Regions from separate parts of the Mus musculus genome. Here region 1 is linked to region 2. Evidence: chromatin contacts called from public HiChIP or PLAC-seq data. All regions are on one chromosome and are shown on one strand. Each heading gives the region's core, a stretch centred on a gene start, on an enhancer-like site or on the middle of the called end of the contact. The rest is flanking DNA. Distances are from core to core; before and after follow the strand shown. Region 1 overlaps Magi1 (membrane associated guanylate kinase, WW and PDZ domain containing 1). Region 2 holds the start of 9530026P05Rik (RIKEN cDNA 9530026P05 gene).

Region 1 (6,930 bases), core at 3,970-6,469, 1.0 Mb before region 2:
AGGCTTATTTCTGTGGCTAGTGTGGTGTGTATGTATGTATGTACGTATGTATGTGCATGTATACCCACATTAGAAGTGGAGACCCAAGGTTCTATCTTTGATGTCATTCCTCAGGTACTGAAAACGTAAGCTACACTAGGACTTGGGGCTTACCATTGAGGCTAAGCTGACTGCCCATAGAGCCTCAGAGACACACAGGTCTCCACCTCCTCAGGGCTGGGATTACAAGCAGGTGTCAGCACATCTGCCTTGTCTTGTGGGTACTGGAGGTGGGATTCAGGTTCTCATGCTTATGTGGCAAGCACTTTGCCTACTGAGCGACCTCTCCTGCCCATGATGTGGTCTTTAACATGAGTTGGTGAGGGTGATATAAGATGTGTGGTAGGCTTGGAATAGTCTACCACATGTGTTTATTTTGACACTTTGGCCCTGTGCTGGGCAAAGCAGAGGTCTTTGCCGATGCCTTGTCTGAATGGCTGAGGAAGCCCTGTATTGGGAGAATCAATCCTCCTTGAGGTATAATAGGAAAAAAAAGTTCCCGTGACCCATTGCCTTCTAGAACATCCATTGGCTGACACTAACTGACCTCTGCATGGGGAAGCGTGACCTCATGAGCAGGGGTTTGTGGATGGTGATGAGTTTCTGTTCTCCACATCATAGATCTATGTTGGTCATTGGAGGTGAAGAAATGAAGTTTCTCTAGTCTCAAATCATCTTAACATCTTCAGAGTATGGGTTTTGATGGATGTCACAGCTCAGAACTCAGTCCTATGCATGCCAGCAACACACATGATAGTAGTCTGTTATGCCAATAATCACAGGAATAACTGAGCTTAACTTCTGCTCGGTCACACTTGTAAATACTCCCTTCTCACCCACTGCTGACGTGATTATTTTTAATCTTCAGTAACTCCGTTGAAGTCTAACTTGCATACTATCCACGTCACCTTTTAATGCCTGCATCCCGTCCTATTTGAGTTGCAGCTATTATTGTCCTTTTATTTTTCTCTATTTGAGAACTTCAGTAGAAGGAAAAGGTCATCATGGTAGGAACGTCATTATATTTACCATGAAAATCACTCCCACTCCCTAGGACAAAAATGAATACAGATGAGAAAGCTAGATGCAGAAGGAGTTAGAAGTCCGGGTGTGAAGTATGGAGGGTTTGCTCTGCCAGCTCTGGCCCCTCGTGCCCGTTACAGAACCCCTCTGATGCTCTTTAAATGGACGTAGTGATCTGAGCTCAACTAGTACCTCTGGAGCAGGGGAGGCCTATAAGGCCTAACCTTGGAGGCCTAAACAACTTCCTGAGTTTGCCACACTATCTCACACATGAGAACCAACACACACACACACACACACACGATATCTCATCATGTCCTAAGTTTACCATTTTGTCTTGTGCCTCATTTGTAGCTGTCCTGAGGCACATGAAGCCTGTTTTGCAGCCCCTCCCTAATGGGTCAGCCACACAGACTTCTTCCTGTCGCCAGCAGACATCAGCCTTCTGTGTGCACACATTGCTTTCACTGACCAGTTCTTTATTTTCATTTTAATTTTAAGGTTATCCTAGATGCCTCTTCTCCTATGAAGTCCTGCCTCATCTTCTCCACTGGGACAGGCATCCTCAGGGCTCCCAAAGCACCTCACTTTTTACCATGTCCTGAGCCTGCTATAATTCCTACTCTATGTAGTTTGTGTCCTTTCGAATCAACTTTTGCTGAGCCAGGTAGTATGTCTCCCTTAGTGACCCTGTGCCCTCAGCTTGGTGCCTGGATAGTAAGATAACTACTTGTTGAATGAATAACAAAAGGAGAAATATGGAGGAGCATTCATTGTTTATTATTATTATTATTATTATTATTATTTTGGTTAGGCAGCCCTTACGAGCTGATTTTGCATAGGCCTACAGGCTGCTCAGAAGTTTGCTCCCCTCAGAGATGGCTGGTAAGGACTTCTTTGGTGACTTGGCAGGTAATCCAAGCCCAGAGTAAGAGCCCTTTGCAGCAGCTCTTAATTACAGTCTCTATTGCTGTACCTCCCTCAATGATAGCCTTCCTGTTTTATGACTTTTTGTCTTCAATGATGTGACAGCATCTAAGATTGTTGCTTCCGAGTGGCCACGTTCCTTGTGAGGATAAATGCCTTACCTGACAGGGCTTGTCATTTGCCGTGCTGCCACTGTCAAAGCGAGATGCAAGATGCAGCTCATGGCTCATTCAGCAATGTCACTTCTCTGCAATGCTAAGCGTGCGCGCGCGCGCGCGCGCACACACACACACACACACACACACACACGCACACACGCACGCACGCACGCACACACACACACCTTCTGCCTCCCATGTCTTGCAGCTCTGCTCTCAGGAGCTCATTTTCCCACACAGGCAAAGAAATGTCTCCTGGAAGGGGGAAGGAGAAGGAGATGTGGAGCCTGTTGTATAGCTTGATCTTTTGTTGGTCAAGGTTCTCCTTGATTCTGAGACCATTGTAACCTGCCTAAGAGGTATTGATTATTAACTTATAGGAATTTTTTTTTTTTTGAGACAGTGTTTCTCTGTGTAGCCCGGCCTGTCCTGGAACTCACTTTGTAGACCAGGCTGACCTTGAACTCAGAAATCCGCCTGCCTCTGCCTCCCGAGTGCTGGGATTAAAGGCGTGTGCCACCACGCCCAGCTAATTTATAGGAATTTACAAAGAGATTACCTGTGTTTGATCTCTAAGACATTTTAAATTGGATCTGATAAACAGGTGACCTCAATCTTTATTTACAGAGGTGCCATACTTAGATGGATAGTTGACCATCCGCCCACACTGACCACGTATCCCCCTCATTCATGGAGTTATGCATTACTTTAGGGACTATCTGGACCTATTAGTCTTCTCTTAAGTACCATTGTTTCCACCATGGCTTATCTGAAATCAGCCCATGCTGCCATGGTCTTTAACAGGTTGAGCTAATGATACGTTAGATCAGGAGCAAAGAAGCTGGTGCCGAATGTAGCTTGTCTTTGGAGTGTGTGTCTGTGCTCAGGTTGTGTTTGATGTTAACGAAGTGGTTCCAATTGGAGTGTGTAGAGAGCTGTGTAGGCATCTGAGAACTGTCAGGGCTGTTACCCTCTAATCAAAGTGCTGCCTAAAATTAAAAGGGTTCTTTAGCTCTCTGCAAAGCCTAACCTGACTTATAACATTGATAGTCACCTAATTTTGTAACTCTTACTGTGTCTCAGATACTCTCCTGTGATTTGTATAGATGGTCTGCCTTGTCATCTCTACCTTCAATCTCATCTAGGGTATATAGGCTCTCATGGGCCTGAAGTACAGACAGACAGATACATATTCTCTCTCTCTCTCTGTCTGTCTGTCTGTCTGTCTGTCTGTATCTGTCTGTCTGTTTCCCTCCTCCCTCACCCCCCCCTGTAGGTATGTATTCATGAATGTATACAGCATGCATACATGCAGGGCTAGGGGTGGATACATCTGTATACTTGCTTGTGTGTACCAGACATTGACCTTGAGTGTTGTTCCTCAAAGTTACCTACCTTGTTTTGTGAGAGAGGGCTATTTGAGGAAGACCTGGATCTCAGGTTCATCTAGGTTTGCTATTCAGTAAGTCCCAGAAATCCCCCCTATCTTTGCCTTTTTAGCATTGGGATTACACTCCTGTATTGTAAAATTTGTTTTCTTTTATTTTTAAACTCACATCTATCTTCCTGTGTCAGATTTCAGTGATCTCGTAGGCACACAGTACCACACCTTGGGCATTATTTTTTTCATTTTATGTGCATGAGTGTTTGCCTACATACATGTATGCCTGATGCCTGCAGAAGCCAGAAGAAGGTATTGGATTCCCTAGAAATGGAATTATATTTTATGTGATTTACCATGCGAATGCTGTGAACTGAATCATGGTCCTCTCTCCCGGAGCAGCAAGTGTTCCAGACCACTGAGCCATCTCTCCAGCTTCTATTTTGTTTTTATATTTAATTATTTGTATGCAGGTTAAAGTCATTTGGAAAATGCCTAGCTTGACTGTTACAATCAGGTCTTCTGCAAGAGCAGGATGCATTGTGAATGTTGAGTAATCTCTCCAGCTCCAATTTTTCTGTGGATGCTGGTGGCCTGAGCCCAGATCTTTGTACTTGGACAGTGAGCCCTTTACTGACTGGTCCTTCTTCCTAGCCCCCATTTCGTTTTTTAAACCTTCTCTTATTTATTTCACCGTTGGAGTTTGTTGCCTGCAGCGTGGTGAGAATTGGTTTTCCTCGCTTCTCACATCTTTACTGTACCTTGTACATGCAGCAGAAATATTTTCCCATGTGTCCTTGGCTCTCTGTAGTCTGTTTCCAGCCTACTTATCTATCCCCTTTATGGCACAGTATGAACACCCCGGCTTCCTTTTTCATGAAAACTTATTTGTCCTACATTAAAGAATTCCTTAAAGAATTCAAGATTTAGAACAAATATGAAAGATTCCTTCTGCGGTATAGGATTTCCTATCCCACATGTTGTCTATATGTAGCTTGTATTCTGAGATGTGCTAATGTGGTGTAATGGAGAGGTTAAACAATAAAAACGATTCGTGGGTGGTGACGAGCTCTTACCCTTTGGACTGTCCCACACGTTTTTCTCATGCTTGGCGCAGTGCTGATAGTTGGCAGTGTCATCACTAATTGCTCAGGCCTGGTCACTTATAAATTAAGGTAGAACAGTCACACAGTAGTCCAGGTAAGAAGTTCTGAGCCAACCTTGAAAAATATGGATTAGGGGAAAAAATGTTTTTCCCATGAATAGAATTTGAAATTAGAGTGGGATCAGAGTAGATGAGGTGGCTCACTTGGTAAGATTGCGCCCAGCATTCAGAGAGCAAGCACCGTTCTCTGGCCCAGTGCTGCACACAGTCCAACATGGCAGTGCTCATAATCCCTGCACAGAGGATGTTTCAGACCAGCCAGGCTTTCATGTGACCCTGCTGTCCCCACAGAAAAGTCAGGCACCATATGACTCTTCAGACTTTTCATCTGATGGCAAACAGAAAGGGGCACAGGCAGTCCTTTGCTGGGCTGGACCATCCGTCACTCCATGCCTGTTTGCTTCTTGCCAGTGGAGAATTTTAGTTGCAGTGAGTCATGAGAATAGCAGGCTGCCCCTGGCTGGGGTGGGTGGCACCTTCCCCTGGGCTCTGCCTGCGTCTGGGAATCACCTGCTCACTCACTGAGGCTTCACACTGGGTGCTTGGTAGGCCCGGGGCCACTGCAAAGATACTGACTTCAGGATCTGCCCTGGCACAGGGTGACTCATCTTATTTCATTGCAATGTATTGACAAGCTGAGTGCTATCAAAACTCCAAAGCTATTTCCTGCAGTGTACGTTTATTAGTAATAAACCTGACACTGGTTACGGGAATTGTTTGTTCTGGGCTATGATGGTGATTTTTAATGATGCTCAGAAACACGTATACATAATAAACATTATACACGCATATGTTTTTTGCTTATTTACTTCTTTTTCTCATCTTATATATTCTAGTGGGTTTTCTCCTTGAAATTCATTAAGACTGATTTTCATTTTAATCCTTAAGAACTATTCTGAAGATCAGGTGTCCCAGGCAGTACACACCTTTAATAACGGCACTCCAGGAAGAGGTAGTTGGATCTGAGTTTCAGGCCAGCTTGGTCTTACATAGCAACTTTCAGGTCAGCCAGGGTCATAAAGTGAGATACTGTCTCAAATTTAAAAAACTAAAGCAAAAACAAAAAAACAAGTCTACTCTGAAAGTCTAAATTCTACACTCGATTGGCAGCTGTCATTTATCCCTTGGTTCCAGTGGAGTCTGAAAACCAAACTGTTGTTACCCTATTCTGCAGACAGTGGAGATTCGAGGAATGGTTGTTGTTACCTATGATGTATAGGGAGGTCTGCTGCCAAGCTTTATAACTCAAATTTTATTAATGAGAAGAAAGAAACAAATGGGGCTCACTGAGTGCAGCCAGTATGTCAGGAATTCCACAAAACGCTTTGTCTACCTGTTGCCTTTAGTCCTCTTTCTTTGGTTTGATTTTCTTTGGGACAGAGTCTAATTATGTGGTCCTGGCTGGCCCGAAACTCAGAAAGTATGTCTGTCAGTCTGTCTGTTCGTGGGGGAGTGGTTTAACCTTTAAGCTGGTTTCTTTAGCAACTGGTATGGTAACCTGTAGAAGAGTATCACCACAAAGGTGTGTATGACCTTTCAGATTCCAGAGTCCACTCTGCTCTCCTGGGGGACCTCACTGACTCTCTGGGACTTTGAAGGACCTGAGAGGCCAGCAGCTCTCCCAGTTAGCAGTTTTGCTATGCTGTGTGGGGCCATACCACTCTATCTTCCCATGATATGTGTCAGGTGTTTCCAATCCATGACTCACAGGCCATGTGTGCCCTGGAAAGCTGTGAATGACCCAGTCTTCCACAAAATCTTAAACTTAAATCCTGAAATGGGGTTTCTTTTGTAATTCAGGTGCACTTCAGTGGGAACTTTGTAGATAATGCGTTGCAATGTGAGAACTTTATATGGGCCTGCAACCTTCTTTCTATCTGAAGGTCTTCCATTGAGGTCTGCCCTGCTCCCTACTGACATGAACTTCCAAATATATCGTCACTGCTTGTTAAAGCTCTCTGTAGACTTTGGCTGGGAATACAAAGCAGAACTTATCACTCACAACTAGAGCTACCAATAGCTGAATCTGTCGCGTTTGGTCCTGCCGCAAAGAAGCAGAAGAGAGGCGGCCACTCTCCTTTGTTTCGAGCTTAGGCTGAGATATACACTTTGTTACTTTATGTATTCTTAGAGCAGAGAGCAAGAGAGCAGAGGACATTTCAGCCAGCGGTCTCCACTGGTACCCAGTTTATTAATGATTGAACTCAAGCACAAGTCCTGTTTGTTTGTGTTTGTTT
Region 2 (6,848 bases), core at 427-2,926:
CTCAGCCTTCGGCCAGCAGTTTCTATTTAATCTCACCGCCCATACCGGATTTATCGCTCCACTGTTCACTGTCACCCTCCTTGGAGAGCCAGGGGTAAACCAGACCAAGCTGTATTCCGAGGAGGAAATGGAACTTAGGCACTGTTTCTACAAAGGCCATGTCAATACCAAGTCCGAGCACACTGCGGTCATCAGCCTGTGCTCCGGAATGGTAAGTGGGCGCGTGCCCCTTCCCTCCTCCCCGCCTCCTCGTCTGCTTTTTTAAGACTTAATTGCACCCTAGTCTGAACCTACCGAGTCTATGCTCTGGCGTTAAATATCAACCCTGGCTTAGTTCTCGGGAATTGGGGGTCCACCAGCATAGTGTGTGCTCTTACACTCGAGAAGAGAAGAGTGTACACATCTGTCCCCCAGAGGGTCGTGTATCATTTGGAGCTGTCTTAGATCGGATGGATTGGGTTTGCTGTAAGCAGCCCAACTCTGCAGAGTAGGTTGCATGTCGGTTTACAAACTCAGAGAAAGTTGCTGGGTTGTGGTTTCTTGTAGCAAACTTGGCCGCTCTGGGGCTGTGCAGCTGAGCGCAGGGCGGACTCAACTCCTCATTGGCGCGTCCTGAGTCAGGGTTGTAAACTGACAATCCCTGGACACCCCTACTGGAGTGCTGGGATATCTCATGTTGTGGACGCGGCTATACTACAGTGTCCCCGCGTTCTTTCCTCTCGGAGCCTTTTATCACGTGCAAGGAATTTTGAAACTGAACCAGATTGACAGGGAAGCGGATCCTGTCCGGGGAAAGGAAGGGTGGGCCAAATACTCTGAGAGCCGAGAGTGAAGGCGGAGCCTGTCTCTAAGGCGGTGTTTAGGGTTGGAAGGTGGCGGCGGGGGAGGGGTGGTGCACTGCAGTCCGACTCTGCACCCTGCTGGCGTGGTGACTGGAGGCGCTAGAGTAATGGGAGAGAGCCTGGAGAGGTAGCCTTAAAAAGAACCCTATTCTAGAACCTGTGGCTGTTTCAAAATATAGGAATAGAAATGTATAGCTCATGTTTCTCTAAGAAGGTTGGGAGGACGGATACCACCCAGTGCTGTCAAGTAGGCATTTAGTACGAGATCCAAGTTGGTACCTCCACCTCTTCTTCCTGACCCCTTCATTACCCTCCATTACCCTCCATTGGGGCTAATAAGGTATCGGTCCCCAGCTCCTACGACAGTCGAGAGTCATGTACAATTCTGGACCCAACTAGGGTGGTCCTTCACTTTCCCAAGCGACGTGCGTTTCTACCACGCGCGTATGACGCAGAAACTTTCCCGCGGCTGGCTCTCCCAGCTCACTGCACCGCGCCTTACGCACAATTGGCTATTAAAAGTCTGTGCCCCTGGCGCATTTACCCTCTCCCCTTGACACACACACCCTCCTCCTCCTCTTTCTAAATGGGGGCTTGGGTACTCACTCGCATGCTCGGCTGCCACTTTTGCTGGCTGGTTCTTGCGTCTTAAATTCCAGGTCTGGAGGTTATATCCTTCTTCGACCTCCAAGAGCCTGCTCTTGGATCCCGGCAGGAGCTCCGCAATCCCGAAGACTGGGAGGAGGGAAGGTGGGGTGTGGGGAAGGGGTTGAACCCCTTTGCCCACCAGCTAAGTGCTGGGAATCCTGGCTCCCAAAGAGCTTCCTTGAGATTGATTGGGGGTAGGCGGAGACCGCGGTTTAGCAAGGGGAGGGGATGCTGCGTTGAGTCATCGCGGCCTCAAACCTGGGCCTGGACACAAGAATGGCTCCAGTCTTTGAGAGGTATCACCTAGGTAGACCTAGGCTGAAGTCTTGAGGCGGATCCCAAACAATCAGTGCACCCCACTATTTAAAGTTAGGGACCCCCAAGTCCTGGATCTTAGATACGGCTGCTTGTGTATTTCGTTGGTAAACAGTCTTTACTCCTCCTCTTTCCCCGCCTACACACCGGTGGAATCTGAGTAGCCCCAGCAGTTGTATAAATATTTTTCTGCGTAGGTCCTTAATTTCCATTGGTGGTTTTACATGGTAACACAGTGCACGTGGTCTTCTTGAGAACGGAAAACCGGGGCTCCTGAAAAGACTCTCTGGAGTATACTATCCCCAATAACACGGCATGTAACTTGCAGCATGTCTCTGAGGGGGGGGGGGTCGCTAAGGAAGGGGCTATATATATTTTTTAAATAAGCGAACCAGGTTTTTATGTCTTTAGCCACTAATCTAGCTCAGAGCTTCCTGCCTTCTTTGTCTCCTGGAATTATTTCCTCCCAAGACTCCTCTTTATCATTTCTGTAGCCTCTCTGTATAATGATGTTCCTCACTTTGCCCAGGAAGGCCTCCAGGAAATCTGCCCTCAACAGAGTGATCCGACTCTGTATGCCCCACACCCACACCGCCAACCCACCCCTCCCATTTGCAGTTTTCTGAATCCCATCTCACACATTGCTCGCCTCTGCTGAGGGAATGCCTGTGCCTCAGTTTTGTTTTGGGTTTTTGTTTTTTGTTTGTTTGTTTTTTGTTCTTCTTGTTCTTGTTCTTGTTCTTGTTCTCGTTCTCCTTCTTCTCCTTCTCCTTCCTTTCTTTAGGACAACGGTATGAGAAAGACCTCCATCTACCTGCTTCTCTCCCAGTTTATGTTTTCTTTCTCAACCCCTGCCACACACCAGTATCAGGTCAATAAGCAGGCTTCAAAGTCTCATTGCCACCCTTTGTTCACGTAGCTTCCACACCTCCTTATATCCTAGTGAACAATATCAAACACACAGCTGATAATCAGAGCCTAACATTACATCCTCTCACACATAGCCTATGCCCAATTTCATCTTAGTTCTCTCTTCTGAAATTCTGTATTTCAAGTAGTTGGCTTTATACTTTCTCTAAACTCTCTTAATTTCCAGTGATACATACATATATATATATATATATATATATATATATATATATATATGTATGTATGTATATCCTTTCCTCCTCTTCCTCTGTGTGTGTGTACATTTGCACGAGAATCTATCTCTCCCTCTCCCATACTATAGTTTAGAGGATACATAGTGTGTGTGCGTATGTAATACATGTATTTAAAAAAAGATGGTCACCTAAGTCAGCACAAAACAAGTTGGGTCTCAATGATTATTTCTGAACCAACAACAAAACTGATTTTGTCTCTGTATTGTTACCATTTATTGAGCTTTTGCTGGAGGCTCTGTGATACAATGCCCCAGTCCTCAAAGCTACCTATCTTGCTTATGAGAATATCTGGGCCTTCCTCTCCCAGGCCTCAAGATGCTAAGTGACCAAGTTGGAACTATACTCCTTAAGAGAATGACTAGATTTGTTTTTCCACACTCTGAAATAAAATCAGGATTCTGGGTCCACGAATCAGCACTAACCCCAACCTGCTCTGTCCCACTGAAAAGCAAATCACTTCCTGTCTGTGCCTCCCAGGCTCCTTCTACTGTCCCCCATAGGCCTCACATGCCCTGTGCTTATGAGATACCATACTGACTGCTGACAGAGATACCTTGGCGAGCATAAATGTGCTAACCTGCTGCTTCTCTGGTGATCTGACAATGTGTCACAGACTATACTAAAACTGACTTCTGCCTGAGTCTATGTTCTGGAGTCATGAGGAGAGTTGTGTTAAAACGTCAGGTTCTAGACATCACGCCTAGAAATTCTGAGTCTGGAAATACAGTGTGTCACTTGGAATCTCATCAGAAAAAAAAGTGCTTTTCTCTCAGGCTGCTCTGATCCTCCTTGCTTTGGGAAAGCTTGGCATTTTGTGTGCATTTTCTTGGATTAGACACCTGGGAGGAAAGTGCATTAAAATTCTGGTTCTTCAGCTGGCCCCAGAGATTTTGGTGCAGTTCAGCAGATAGAGGCACAGGCCAGTGACCTGGCTCTCTAGTCGACTCGGGACGCTGGTGCACGTACCCACACTAGTATTCAGGGGTGGTCTTTTCTCGCGTCCAGGAAATGAGAGAAGGCTTCTGGTTATTTTCAGTGTGTGAAGAAACAACAGTTTTGTGTCTCCTCTGACACTTGGCACTTTCAATGTTCATATAGTATTAAATCACTCGAGTTTGAGGCATTGTGAATCATTTGCAAACCTTGTAGATATTCAAAGAGGGGACCAGGAGAATGGCCTTTTACAAGGTGTTCCTTCATAGAGCTTGGTAAGAGCAAATTGGCCCAAGACCAGTGAGTTACAACAAAACCCACTGGTCAGTTCAGAACCTGAGAAAGTCCTCGAACTTGGCTGATGGAATGGCTGGTATATCCCATTGAACTCTCACAGCTGCCCTTTAGGAACGTCACCTCCAAATGTCCAGTAAGGAAGCGGTTCAAGAAGGTGTGGTGCTGGGTACAAGTAGCGGCCTGTGACAACACTGGTTTACAGGATATCTCTCTGCCTTAAGGGAACAGGAACGGTCCTCGTGTCAGAGCTACAGGCCTCACTACCTTTAGGTCATTATGGTCTACCTGTACCTAGTGAAGGTGAAGGAGAGGGTTTTTGGCTTGTCTCTTAGCTATGCCCTGATGCTAACTTTCCAGGCAGCCTGAACACTCCACGGGATCTCTTTTAGCTGCCTGTGGCATTAAGAGATTTGAAATGTAAGCACCAAGAAAAACCTAGCTATGAAAAGCAGGTGAGGTCAGGTTGAGTATTAGCTCAGACTATGACAGGGAGTGGAGAGGAGCCACCTGCCTCAGGCTACCTCAGAAGAGTTTCAGCAGAGGAGGAGCCAACAAACTGCCCTGCTCCTCCCTGGAATCACTCTTTGGGTTGTTTTTGTCCTTTCTGTTGGCTGAGTCGTGGTAAATCCACCTCTCTTCTCTCTTCACAGATGGGCACGTTCCGCTCTCACGATGGAGATTATTTCATTGAACCACTGCAGTCTGTGGATGAGCAAGAGGATGAAGAGGAACAAAACAAACCCCACATTATTTATAGGCACAGCACCCCTCAGAGGGAACCCTCCACAGGAAAGCATGCCTGTGCCACCTCAGGTATTTGCCTCTTGGTTAAATACAGATGCGGTGCTGACGTGGGTTCATTGCCATGCTGCAATGAGGCAGCGGCTTTCTCCATGTTTGCAGGACACCACTCTATACAATATGGCTTAGTCCTTCCCCCAGTAAGGTAAGGTATAGATGGAAACTACTGAGAGGTTTAGTGACTTATTCAAGGTTGCACAGCTAAGAATTTACCATCAGGATTCCAGCTCAGGAAGCAATGACTCCAGCCCATCTGTGGGCAAAGCCACCAGTTCTTGTTGATGCGCAGAACAAAGCTGGGGTCTGAACCTGTGACTCCAGTGAGCAATCGTGTATGTTTTCTTCATCGCTTCTACTCATTTGGTTTCACTTTTGGTTTCATGCCATGTTTTATAACTTATGCAAGCTTCACAGGGGTTTTCTTTATTTGTTTTTTTTATGTTATGATGGAGCTCACAAAACCTGCTGTGTGTTTATTGGTTTGACTAATGCCCTGTGACTTTCAGGAAATCTAAGAATGGATCTGGAGCTTCTTAGTAGGTTTCAGTCTCACCCTTACACTCTAAGTCTAGGGCTGAACTTCATTTTGGGCAGATTGTCACAGATTTGGGGGCTGGTCTGCAGGTCCATCATTAGGAATGTATTTTCCTGAGCACTTGAGGAAATGGGTGCGTGTCTGTGGACTTCAGTCTGCGGTGTTGCAGCATTTCTTACCGACTCCTAGGCCTGGCTGTTTTTCACCTGCTTACAGCTTACCACTGAGTAGCATCCTTACCGCTGGTTGTTCTTACGTATTAAGGCGTTTCTTACAATGGTTTTTAAAAGTCCATTGACTTCTTGCTTATGGAAGAAGTTTCTTTGTTTCTTCATAAGAACTGCCTCAACACAGTGAGCAGCTATTCAAAGTTTTCTGGTATCTCCATACAAGACCAAGACAACCTTGGAGAGTCTTGAAATGCTCCGCCAAGGAATTGTCAGCTTCATCTCTGTCTGTAGCAGGATTGCTCAGAGTGATGTTGCCTCGTGTCCTCATCCCCACTTCAGGCATTATTTCTAAAGTGAATCCTAAAAGATAAGGATAGCTGCTGCTCATCTGAAAGTAGTCAGTGGGAGAATTGTAGGTCTCTGGGCTCATTGCATCCATGTTGTGGTCTTACTGTGACAGGAAGGTGGGGTATAACTGAAATCACTTTACTTAGTCTCTCTAAAGGGCAGAAGAAGCCATATGGCACACATCTGGAGAGGATCATGAGTTCAAGGCTAGCCTGGGTTACTTTGTGACTTCCAGGACCACCTGGTCTATATACTGAGATGTTGTCTAAAAACAAAAGAGGCAAAAAGAAAAGCCAAAAGTTGATGGTCTCAGACACTTGAGTTGTGACAAGCCTGCCAGCTGCCAGCTAGTTTAATAGTTAAGACATGCCTTATTTTTATTTTTTGACTATGGTAAGCCAGCCTTATTTAGATTTCTCAAATCTGTATTAGCAAGCACATATTTAAACATGTGTTATATGTGCTTATATATGCTATAAACATGTTTATACATGTTTAATCTATGTTATTAACATGTTTTACATGTGTTTATATATGTTATAAACCTATTTTACACATAAGATAGAAGGAATATACATGATTTTTCTCCTTCTGTCTAATTAATGTGTTAAAAAGACATGGACATGATACTTGTGTTTAATGCCCTGAACAGTGGTCCATGTGCTAATGTTCTTTTCCCTAACATGGCTGGAGAATAGCTTTTGAAAAGGTAGCTAGGACATCCTTGCCCTTTTCTGGATAGTCACTGTACAAAGCACAGGACCTGTACTCTTCCCCTGCACTTCTGCTATAGACT

What was found. HiChIP or PLAC-seq counts read pairs in DNA pulled down with a chosen protein or histone mark.
Region 1: a FOXA1 HiChIP or PLAC-seq map of pancreatic cancer cells shows a contact between it and region 2. The contact joins the enhancer-like site here to the promoter of 9530026P05Rik in region 2. A contact is called at or near these places in 4 of 39 promoter capture datasets (the 3T3-L1 cell line, the C10 cell line, hippocampal neurons and 1 more), 6 of 115 datasets of contacts at active chromatin or transcription factors (astrocytes, embryonic forebrain, embryonic stem cells and 3 more) and 1 of 9 other capture datasets (embryonic stem cells).

Annotation. Positions count from the first base shown.
Region 1 is chr6:93,934,255-93,941,184 of GRCm38.p6, reverse strand. The region is part of intron 2 of Magi1 (membrane associated guanylate kinase, WW and PDZ domain containing 1); the gene reads left to right. Among named protein-coding and RNA genes, the nearest start is that of Gm22840, 47 kb to the right of the region's middle. Within about 2 kb of position 5,219, at least 23 of the 459 cell types and tissues checked have an H3K27ac peak or open chromatin away from gene starts, as enhancers often do. A contact at or near this core is called in pancreatic cancer cells, where this site is marked.
Region 2 is chr6:92,935,410-92,942,257 of GRCm38.p6, reverse strand. It overlaps 9530026P05Rik (RIKEN cDNA 9530026P05 gene), which reads right to left and starts at 1,676. Exons shown (of 3, transcript NR_015530.2): 1 at 1,449-1,676. It overlaps Adamts9 (a disintegrin-like and metallopeptidase (reprolysin type) with thrombospondin type 1 motif, 9), which reads left to right. Exons shown (of 40, transcript NM_175314.4): 2 at 1-211; 3 at 4,849-5,011.